2 separate regions of the Pan troglodytes genome follow, and region 1 is linked to region 2. Evidence: chromatin contacts called from public HiChIP or PLAC-seq data. All regions are on one chromosome and are shown on one strand. Each heading gives the region's core, a stretch centred on a gene start, on an enhancer-like site or on the middle of the called end of the contact. The rest is flanking DNA. Distances are from core to core; before and after follow the strand shown.

Region 1 (4,598 bases), core at 1,718-4,217, 400 kb after region 2:
AAAGTTTGATGTGCTATTTTCACAATTAGTTTAACTAATTACCAAAAAATAGTTTTATGTTCTATATGTCTTTTTTGTTCTTCTTTGTATAATATCATTTTTATTAACTTTTACAAAAGTATTAGTGTATGATGTGTTAAAACATTAGACAAATTAAATTTAACAGAGTTTACTTGAGCAAGGAACGACTGGCAAATTGGGCAGCTCCCCAAACCAGAATAGGTTCAAAGCATCTCCAGCGCTGCTGCATGGTCAGAGAGGATTTGTAGACAAAAAAGGAAAGCAACATAAGGAAAATGGAAGTGAGGTACAGAAACAGCTGGATTTGTTACACCCCTGATTTGAACACAGTTTGAACAGTTGGCTGCCTTTGGCCAAAACTTGGCGATTGGTACAAGGGTAGGTTACAGTCTATTTACATTCCAATTAGGTTACAGTTCGCTGAGTACGAAGAAACCTTTAGGCTGAACTTAAAATATGTAAGGAGGCAGCTTTAGGCTAAACTTAATTTAACAATTCCCCACCTTTTGGTCAACCTCTCAATTTTGACACTGACCAAAACTTTAGGCATTGAGGTCACTCTGTTACCATCATAAATGTACTTATTTGGTCTCAGATCCCACGGGGAAAGAGCAGAACAGTTGGTTTTTAAGGTGGGAACATGGATTTCAGGTTACTTTTTTGTAAGAGTTAGAGAGCCAAGGGGACTTCCTTGTGCTGGAATCTCCTGTTTTCATGAGGAAAAAAAAAAAAAAGACAAGAAAGAAAAAACTTGGTCTGCTTTGGGATCTATCTGTTTCCTTAAAATTTTAGTTTATGTCACATTTAGCATGAGTGACTCCATTTAGGTTTGGTCTGGTCGGCTGGGGCCTAGTGTACAAGCTTAGCCCAAAATAATGGCCTCCCATCACTGTTTAACATATGGTTTGGAAATGTCAATTGGTCCTTTCCCACAGAGAGTTGGAAGCCTTCTTTAGAGCATCTAAACAGTCTCTGGAAGTAAAGATGGTGCCTTTACCTTATACTTTTCCTCAGCTTAAGTTTTAGGAGTCATTTTTAATTCTAAACATTTGCTGCTGTTTCCCCTAGGATAATGAGGAATATCAACATGGAGGAATTCTAAGAGAAAGTCTGTGGTGTTAGCAAATTAAGGGTGGCCCTACAGAAAGCTCTCTGCTGTTAAGACTGTGCTGCCACCTTGTGGCCATCTTGTTTATGACCCCCGAGCTCGAAGATCCACCCTCTGCTTTTTTGTCTCCTTTTGGTCTCAACTCCAGTGCTTTTCTTATCTCATCTTTCCCATCTAACTCCTTAGTGAGCTCCATGAAATCTACTTAATCTTCTGATCTTTACTTGAAGCTTGCTTTCTAAATTCAGTTCCTTTTATCACGTAGTTTGTTACTGCTACATGAATTTGAGCATTGTTGTTCAGTGTCAACCAAACTGCTACTAAAGTGATGAATTATATAATTACTTGGGTACGGTAGGTTCAAATAAAACTTTAACATTTTAGCAATAACTTATAAATATTTTACTTCCTGCCACCCAAAGAGAAAGTTGCCTTATAAGCAGTAACTAGCAACACACAAGCCATCTTGGATATACCCCAAACTGGGTTGTCAGAACATAGATTAATAATTTTTGGAGTGCCAAACTGAGTAAATGTCTCTTAAAAATTTAGATCATTGCAGGAGAGTTTAGTCTTTGTAAATCTTCTTCATTATAATCTCATAATATCTTTATATAAATAATATACATCATAACTCATCTGAATGAAGATGAAACATGGCAGATTAACAAAGGAAGACAGAAAAGAGAAGAAAGGAGTCTGTTGGGGAAGCTAGACATTTCTTCCAAGCATCTCCTTTCTAATACACGTCAATTTCACTGTGAACAGGAACCATGGTAAAGGCCTTTCGTTTCCTCCTGATGAAGTTTAGTCTTAAAAGTCATTCTGTGCAACCTAAATGGAATGTTGCCAACTTAACATTCCTTGGAGTCTTCCTACATCTAACAGACAACTACCTTTAAAGAATAATGACTAATTGGGGTTGCCTATCCCTAAAATCACCCTAAAATGCAATTGATAAATGTGCTAGTGGACAAAGGCTCATTTTTCCTGTTTCTTTAGGCTTAACCTTCCATAGGTATATCATTTGCTGAGCATCTAATCCACCATGGAAGGTGCACAGTGCACATGGGATGCTGGTGCAGATTTGGGGACTATATTTTTTGTCTTTTCCTCCCCTCACTGGAACCTGTCAGACAGCTAATACTTTCTTACAGAACTGAGCAGGCCCTCAGAACTTGATTCTTCAGCTAGCGGGAGAAAAACCCCAACATGTTCTCTTCAACAGTCAGCTATTATCCTTTTACCCAGCTTTTGATAAGTAATATTTTTAAGTAATGTTTGCAATAGATTGTCATTTATTAGGATTAAATAAAAGATGAGCTATGAGGATTGACTTTCAGTTCCATATTTACAAGTTCATTCAGTTAGAAGATGCAAGCAATGAGAAAAAAGGGATGACCCATGGCAAACTGTGGGGAAGGGACAGGATGCAGCAGTGACCATGTGCCAGAGCAAGCACCAAGGAAGATGAAACTGAAAATAACCAGCTGAGGAGTTCATGAATACACCTGAGGCCCTTAGGAGACAAAAACATCTCGTCTAGTAGGAGCACTCTGGATGAGAAAGGATGTGTGCTGTGGTGCAGACTGGAAGTCTGACAGTGGAAACAGGCGTGGCGAAGCTTCGAGAAGACAGAAGGTGCCCTCTGGGTGCTCAGTATCCCTGAGTTATTTTTAGAGTATGTCTGCTTACAGCCAATAGTTATTACTGGAATGTACACAATAGCGATCCCCACTCACTCCTTCAGGTGGCCTGGGAAAGAGGAATGAGGGAATAATCCAGAGTGATTGACAGTGAATTGTGACTATCAATGTGCCTTGTGTCTAGGAGATGATGTGGGGGTCAAGGGAGACTAAGGAAAAGAATGGAGAAGGACAAGTGGCTCTTCCGTTAGCCACAGAGAAGGGGCTACAACCGATCCTGGAACAAATCTTGTCTTAAACTGGAGGGAACCACATACATACCAATAGCAAGAGTCTTCCAGGCAATTTCTAAGAGGAGGGAAACCGCTAACACATAGCCTAGGTTTAGACAGAATCAAAAACACCCCCTTCAGGGACTATGGGCCTCTTGGAGGAAGTCAACTCTCTGCTCCCTCTCACAGAGGGCAAGCCTCCCAAGGAGAAGCCGTGGCACCCACGCAGGCAACAGAACCGCCAGGCCTGGCACCTACTCCAGACCAGGAGGAAGGTGCTGAGGAGCAGGCCCTCAGAACTTGATTCTTCAGCTAGCAGGAGAAAAACTGCAACATGTTCTCTTCAACAGTCAGCTATTATCCTTTTACCCAGACTGGAATATGCAGTCCTGTATATTTTCATCTTTGGAACAGGTGGCTTGATATGCAAATAAAGTAATAAGTGTCAGAGCTGTATCCTAGCAGTAGCTACTTTGCAAACGTTACCATGGCACCCATTCAACAGTGTTCTTAGAGGTAGCCACACCTCAGCAAGGGCTTTCTAACTTGGAACAGCAAAGTTCAAATGAACGAATAGACACAAACTGTGAAAGAGTCCTGAACCCATTACAAGGTGAATCTTTACAGCACAATTGCCCTCTGAAGCTACTTGAAACAGGGCATGGGACTTAAAGGAGAAAAAAAAGGAAATGGATCATCTCTTCTAATACCTGGAATGTGATCCAAGCCTGGAGACAAATTGATGGTAATTATAACTGCTAACATTTGTTTTTAGCTGCTAACAGATTGTGCACAGATTGTGAAGGGCAAACTCCATTCTCCAATTACTCCAGTGCAAACTGTGCTTTAACAGTACTCACTAAATCCTAGTTGAGTGAAATGAGAGCAGATTGTCCTTATGGTGTGGTTCATTTATGTTAAACTATGGAAAGCTGTCCTCCCACGGTCCCAGTCCAGGGGCCACTCACAGCCAGATGCAGAGAGCCCTCCAGCACGCTGGGCTCTACACATCTCTGTTCTTACTGCCAGCAAATCTGCTCTACAGAGTATAACATGTATTTCCCAAGCACAGACAAAGCAAAAGGAAAAGGGCTAGGCAGGAAGTAGGGACACCAGCTGCTGGGGAAACAAGTCTTAAGCAACCTGGCTTGTGAGCCAATCAAGGTTGCTAAAGTAGGTCCTGGGCCTAAACAGGGTACATTTCCACCTGGTTGGGGAGAATAAAATGACAGATACCAAAAGTTAACAAGATAATCTGTGGTCGATAACAAATTGATACAATAAACCATGAATTCTCTAAGAGTTCAAAGAGGGCAACAGTTCTTTCCTGCTTCCTCTTCAGATGAGGGTGATCAAAGAACAAGCCCAGAAAGACTCTGAAAAAGTGAAAACTTCACCAATAGGAAACTATAGTTGGTTGACACTGAAAAGTTGTCAGCAAGAATGAGACTACAGAGCTCCCTCCACTATGTGTCAAAGCCACAGTCCTCTCCATCTCCTTAAAGACAGTAATGATGTATCATTTCTGGCTAAAACAGCCACAGAAGATGG
Region 2 (4,582 bases), core at 1,935-4,434:
CTAAATTTCTTCAAAAATATTACATCACTATGTTTAATGTTTCCTACTGCTTTACTCAGGAAAGGAACTTAGACCAAAATCACCTGCTCACCTGTTATGGCTGAAGGAAGCAGTGATGGGGGTAGGCACCACAGTCTGTAACCCCTCCCCTTCTATCTCAGTACCAACAAGGCAGATGAGCTGGAGTTCTGGTAATCCTACACAGTTTACTTCATGCCAGCTTTTGCCTGAAAGAGCATCATTGAATGGACAATAATGTTTATTAAATACAAAAAATAAAAACTCCAAACTTCTACCTAATACTCAGCTGAGCAAATATCACTCATAACACTACCTCCTGTCTTTGCTTTTCTAGTAGCTTCTGTTACTCAATAATTCCCAATGTAAATAAATAAATTGCAAAATTAACAGCAAATGCATAAAAGATTGCTTATTATGTTAAGAATGCTATATCCCAATCCAACCCCCCAAATCTCTACCACAGTCCCAATAACAAAACAATATAAACAAACAACTTACTTTCCATGAGGTCCAGGTAAACCAAGAACGCTACATAAACTTGGGTGGCATCTCCTATATCTAATTCCATCATTTCTAGATACTGAAAATTAAAATATAATTGTCAAATTGAGAAGAAAAAATTATTTAATATTTTCTTCCAATCATCAAGTGGTCATCAAGCATATATAATCTATAAAATTCTTCTCGGTATAGTGGAAGTTAAAAGGCAATATAAGATCTTATCTCTGTCTCTAAAGAACTTGCAATTGTTAAATACATGCACACTTAAAATTGTTAGGCAAATAACAATATATGACTGTAAGTGATTAAAAACCATGTAAATGGAATAAAAAACATGACACAGCAGGTCAGAAGAGCTCTACTCAGAGGGACTGGTGAAAGATTTATAGCAGAGGTGGGATGGGATACAAGTTGAGCACTGAAGAACATTATGATTTAAGTAAGTGGAGAAGTAGAGTAATACTGCAGGTAATTACACAAAGGTGGGATTAAGCCACATACATTCAAGGGCCTGTAAAGAAACCTATCTGCCAGCAATAGAGAAACCTTTTTAATAAAACTTGTGTTGGGACATGTTAGTGGGTACTGTGTATTTCCCTAGCCTCTTATTTGTATATGGAGAGAATCTGCTAGAGTATCAGTCCTGGCCTCTCTACCCACTCTTTCTCACTTTAAGAGTAGATTTTTTAAAAGGAATTGACAAGGAACTAGAGAAAGCTGCTTCTTTCAGACTACTGGTCAGCATAAGGGGAATACTTTTCAGGGGCCTACACCTGCAGGAGAATTCTGAGGCTGCCCAGCTATGCCAGCGACTAGGTGGATATGCAGGGCTAATGCTGAGTTGAATTATTAGCAGACCTGCATGGGGACAGGTCTAAAGTCACATTCTCCCATCAGCTTCACTGTAACTGTACAGGTTCAGGAGGACAGGGGTTAATTAGTTGTCGACTTCAAACATGTTTTGAAAATAACACCCAAAACATAATTTTGAGCCAGGTCACAAGGCTTTGGTGGTCAAGCTAAACATGTGATTTTATCAGTATGGAAACACTGAGGATTTCTAAGCAGGAGAATAATAAAATAAAAGTGTGTTTGGGGATAATAAATCTGGTACCATTTTACTGGATGAAACTACATAATTTTTAAATTAACAGAAAGGTGAAATTGGAAAAACAAATACCCCCTATTATTTTATTACTTGTTCTTTTTCTTTTAAAAATTAATTTGATCCTTCAAGAAGAGAAATCAAAAGGGGAGATTTGATGGTCAAGGTGTATACAGCCATTAACTTGAAAAAGAAAACAATCTACAAGTATATAAACTGAATAACACCACCAAATCTAGATAAAGTTTTAAAAAGTTGTTACTGGTGTTTCACTTATTAAGTACTTATATAGTGCTTTCTGTATGTTGAATGGCTTACAAATATTCATTAATTTAATCCTGTAACAACCGTATAAGTAAGTATGGACTATTAATATCCCCATTTTTCAGGTGAGGAAACTAAGGCATAATAAGATCAAGCAACTTGTCCCAAATCACAAGGTTGATAAGTGACAGAATCAGGATTTAAACTGAGTCTGATTTTGAGTTCATGCGCCTAACCAATATGCTGCCTCTCCATGCTATTGTTTCCCTAAAAGGGCACTAAATAATATTTCCATGCTATTGTTTCTTTTTCTCACCTTTTGGGAGGATGAAGGGGACAGAGTAGGAAGATAAAATTAAGCAAGAGAAGCTGAAAAAGGTTAACTCTTCAAACTTATACCTTCAAATTTTTTCTTGGCTGTTTTTAGATGATTATGAATTATTGCTCTCTAGCAGAAGAGTGCAATTCTGTTAAAGTACCGTAGAGACTAGTTTTTGAGATTCTTACAAAACCCACATCTCCATTCACTGTCTATTCACTGCTTGGAACCGTACTTGTACAAGGCAGTAATGTCTCAAGCAGAAGTAAGCAGAGGACTATCTTGATCTCGCCTGAAAAATACACGCAAAATGTGAGTAGCTCTGCTTTGAGCAAGAACCTATTCAAACTTTCGAAGAATCTGAAATATTAGGAATCTGCATCTTTTCAAAATAAAGATGCATTCTGGGCCCAAGGCTAAGTGTAAACGTGACTGTGCTTAAATCTTTATCACTATGGACCCCTAGATCTTATCCATCGCCCACAAATTGTCTTGCATGGTTACCGTGAGGATTAAATAAATTTATCCCCCAAAGGGGATTTACCTAGACAGCAAAACTAGTGGAGCGCTTATTAGGGATCTCCGGCCTGAGAGGGGCGGAGTTACTGTCTGGCTCTCAGTTCCAGAATGGCTTTGGCTGGGGGATTGAGATAGTGCAACTTGTTTAAACAAACAAAACCGATGCTGCCTGAGGCTGGCAGTTGTGCACACCGGTCCCCCTCGGTGAGGGTGGCGCGCGTCCTCAGCTCTCCCACTGAGGAAGAAAGAAAGAGAGCTGCCTGGGAGTTCTGCCTGGGTTAGGGGCCTGGACGGCGCCCTGCTTCTCTCGCGCCTCCTGACCTTAGGGTGAGTGCCCATCCAGGCGTCCTCAGGGGCCCACGAAGGCGCTCCACCGCCGTCGCCAAAGCCGCGAACACCGCCCGGACCCAGGCCGCTGCAGCCCGGGGTCGGCTCGGAATCGCCGCGCTCCTCCATGCCGGCCGGTGCGGCGCTCCCGTGGTGCACCACGACCCGCTCCCGGCCAGAAGCAGCGGCGCGCGCGCCTGTGGGTTCCGCTTCCCCGAGGCTCGCAGCTGCAGTGCGAGAGGGCTCAGAAACTGGGAGGAAAGTTGCATCAGCCCCTCCTTCTGACCAAGGTAGCTAGAACCTGCGCGAACGCTCTGTAGTTTCGCTCTGCGTTTATTCAAATCTGAGCAAATTCTAACGTGAAAAATATTAAAGAGTAGCCTGCGCCCTGAAGCTCTTAATCCTCTTTAAGTCAGTGCTGCCGGTAACTCTCTGAGAAAGTTGGGGGATACATACGTCCTCTTTGCCTTCAGCAGTGGGGTCCTGGTTTCTGATTGCTGGGGACGGGAAAGGCCTTACTCAGTGCCCTGACATAGAACTTTAAAGTAGAACCATACTTTCAGGGTGGACCCACGTTTCAGGATTAGAGGAAACACGAGTTGCTGAACGAGTGTTCAGAAAGGTAGGATACAAACTAGCATAAGCATGTGATCTGGAAGCCAAGGATGAGGAGTTTCAGACAGGCAGAGTAGCACATTTTAAGTATTTTTTAATTTACTGTGAGTGAAATGGGAAGCTATTGGAGGCTCCTGGACGTTTTCATAGGATCACTCTGACTGATATGTTGAGGATAGACTGGAGGGAGCAAGGACACAAACAGAGACTGGTTAGGAGGCTATCGCATTGACCAGGACAAGGGTGACTCAAAATCCAAAGTCCCAGGCAGGACATAACTTCTGTTTTCAACCATGATAGACTAAGACCCTAGTGGACCATCCCCCAGCAGAAAACAATTTGGACACAATGCAAAAAGCTGAATATACTGGAATGTGAACAGTGGACTGGTAGGAAGGGCAAGCCTGCTTGAAGATCAGGAACTACACTTGGACACAATACAAAAAGCTGAATATACTGGAATGTGAACAGACTGGTAGGAAGGGCAAGCTTGCTTGAAGATCAAGAACTCCACAAGAAAATTCTCCTCTCTTTGGCATTTAGCTTGGGGCAAAGTGCAGTCCAGAAGTCAGGCTCAGCAGTACCAGGGATACATGTATAAAACTTATCAGTTATTCTTATCTGGGGAAGCAGAAAAGTGAAGACAGAAAATTTTGAATTCTGAAGAGATTAAGAAATCCCAAGGAAGGAGTCAGAGAGTGGATCCCCAAACTGTCAACCCACATCTCTGAGAGATCCTGAACCACCCAAAACAGAATCACAGCAGCTCAGTTAAAAACAAAAGATCTGAACTGAGACCAGAGCTGTCTCCAAAAGGGAGAGAGTTTTCAGTTAAAATCTAGCCGGGAAAATTACCTACTAATACAAAGGAAATAACACTCATCAGAGAAGAATAATAGAATCCAGACTCT

The links. HiChIP or PLAC-seq counts read pairs in DNA pulled down with a chosen protein or histone mark.
Region 1: an H3K4me3 HiChIP or PLAC-seq map of stem cell-derived excitatory neurons shows a contact between it and region 2, with 9 times the contacts expected there. The contact joins the promoter of APOBEC4 here to the promoter of TSEN15 in region 2. A contact is called at or near these places in 2 of 7 Hi-C or Micro-C datasets (blood and stem cell-derived neural progenitor cells) and 1 of 1 datasets of contacts at active chromatin or transcription factors (stem cell-derived excitatory neurons).

What each region holds. Positions count from the first base shown.
Region 1 is chr1:65,438,777-65,443,374 of NHGRI_mPanTro3-v2.0_pri, forward strand. It overlaps APOBEC4 (apolipoprotein B mRNA editing enzyme catalytic polypeptide like 4), which reads left to right and starts at 2,968. Exons shown (of 2, transcript XM_001163612.8): 1 at 2,968-3,792. The region is part of intron 1 of RGL1 (ral guanine nucleotide dissociation stimulator like 1); the gene reads right to left.
Region 2 is chr1:65,041,998-65,046,579 of NHGRI_mPanTro3-v2.0_pri, forward strand. TSEN15 (tRNA splicing endonuclease subunit 15) reads right to left here and starts at 3,185. Exons shown (of 5, transcript XM_016934015.3): 1 at 3,051-3,185; 2 at 520-601; 3 at 92-227. The coding sequence starts at 3,185. COLGALT2 (collagen beta(1-O)galactosyltransferase 2) reads left to right here and starts at 3,194. Exons shown (of 12, transcript XM_063810626.1): 1 at 3,194-3,346.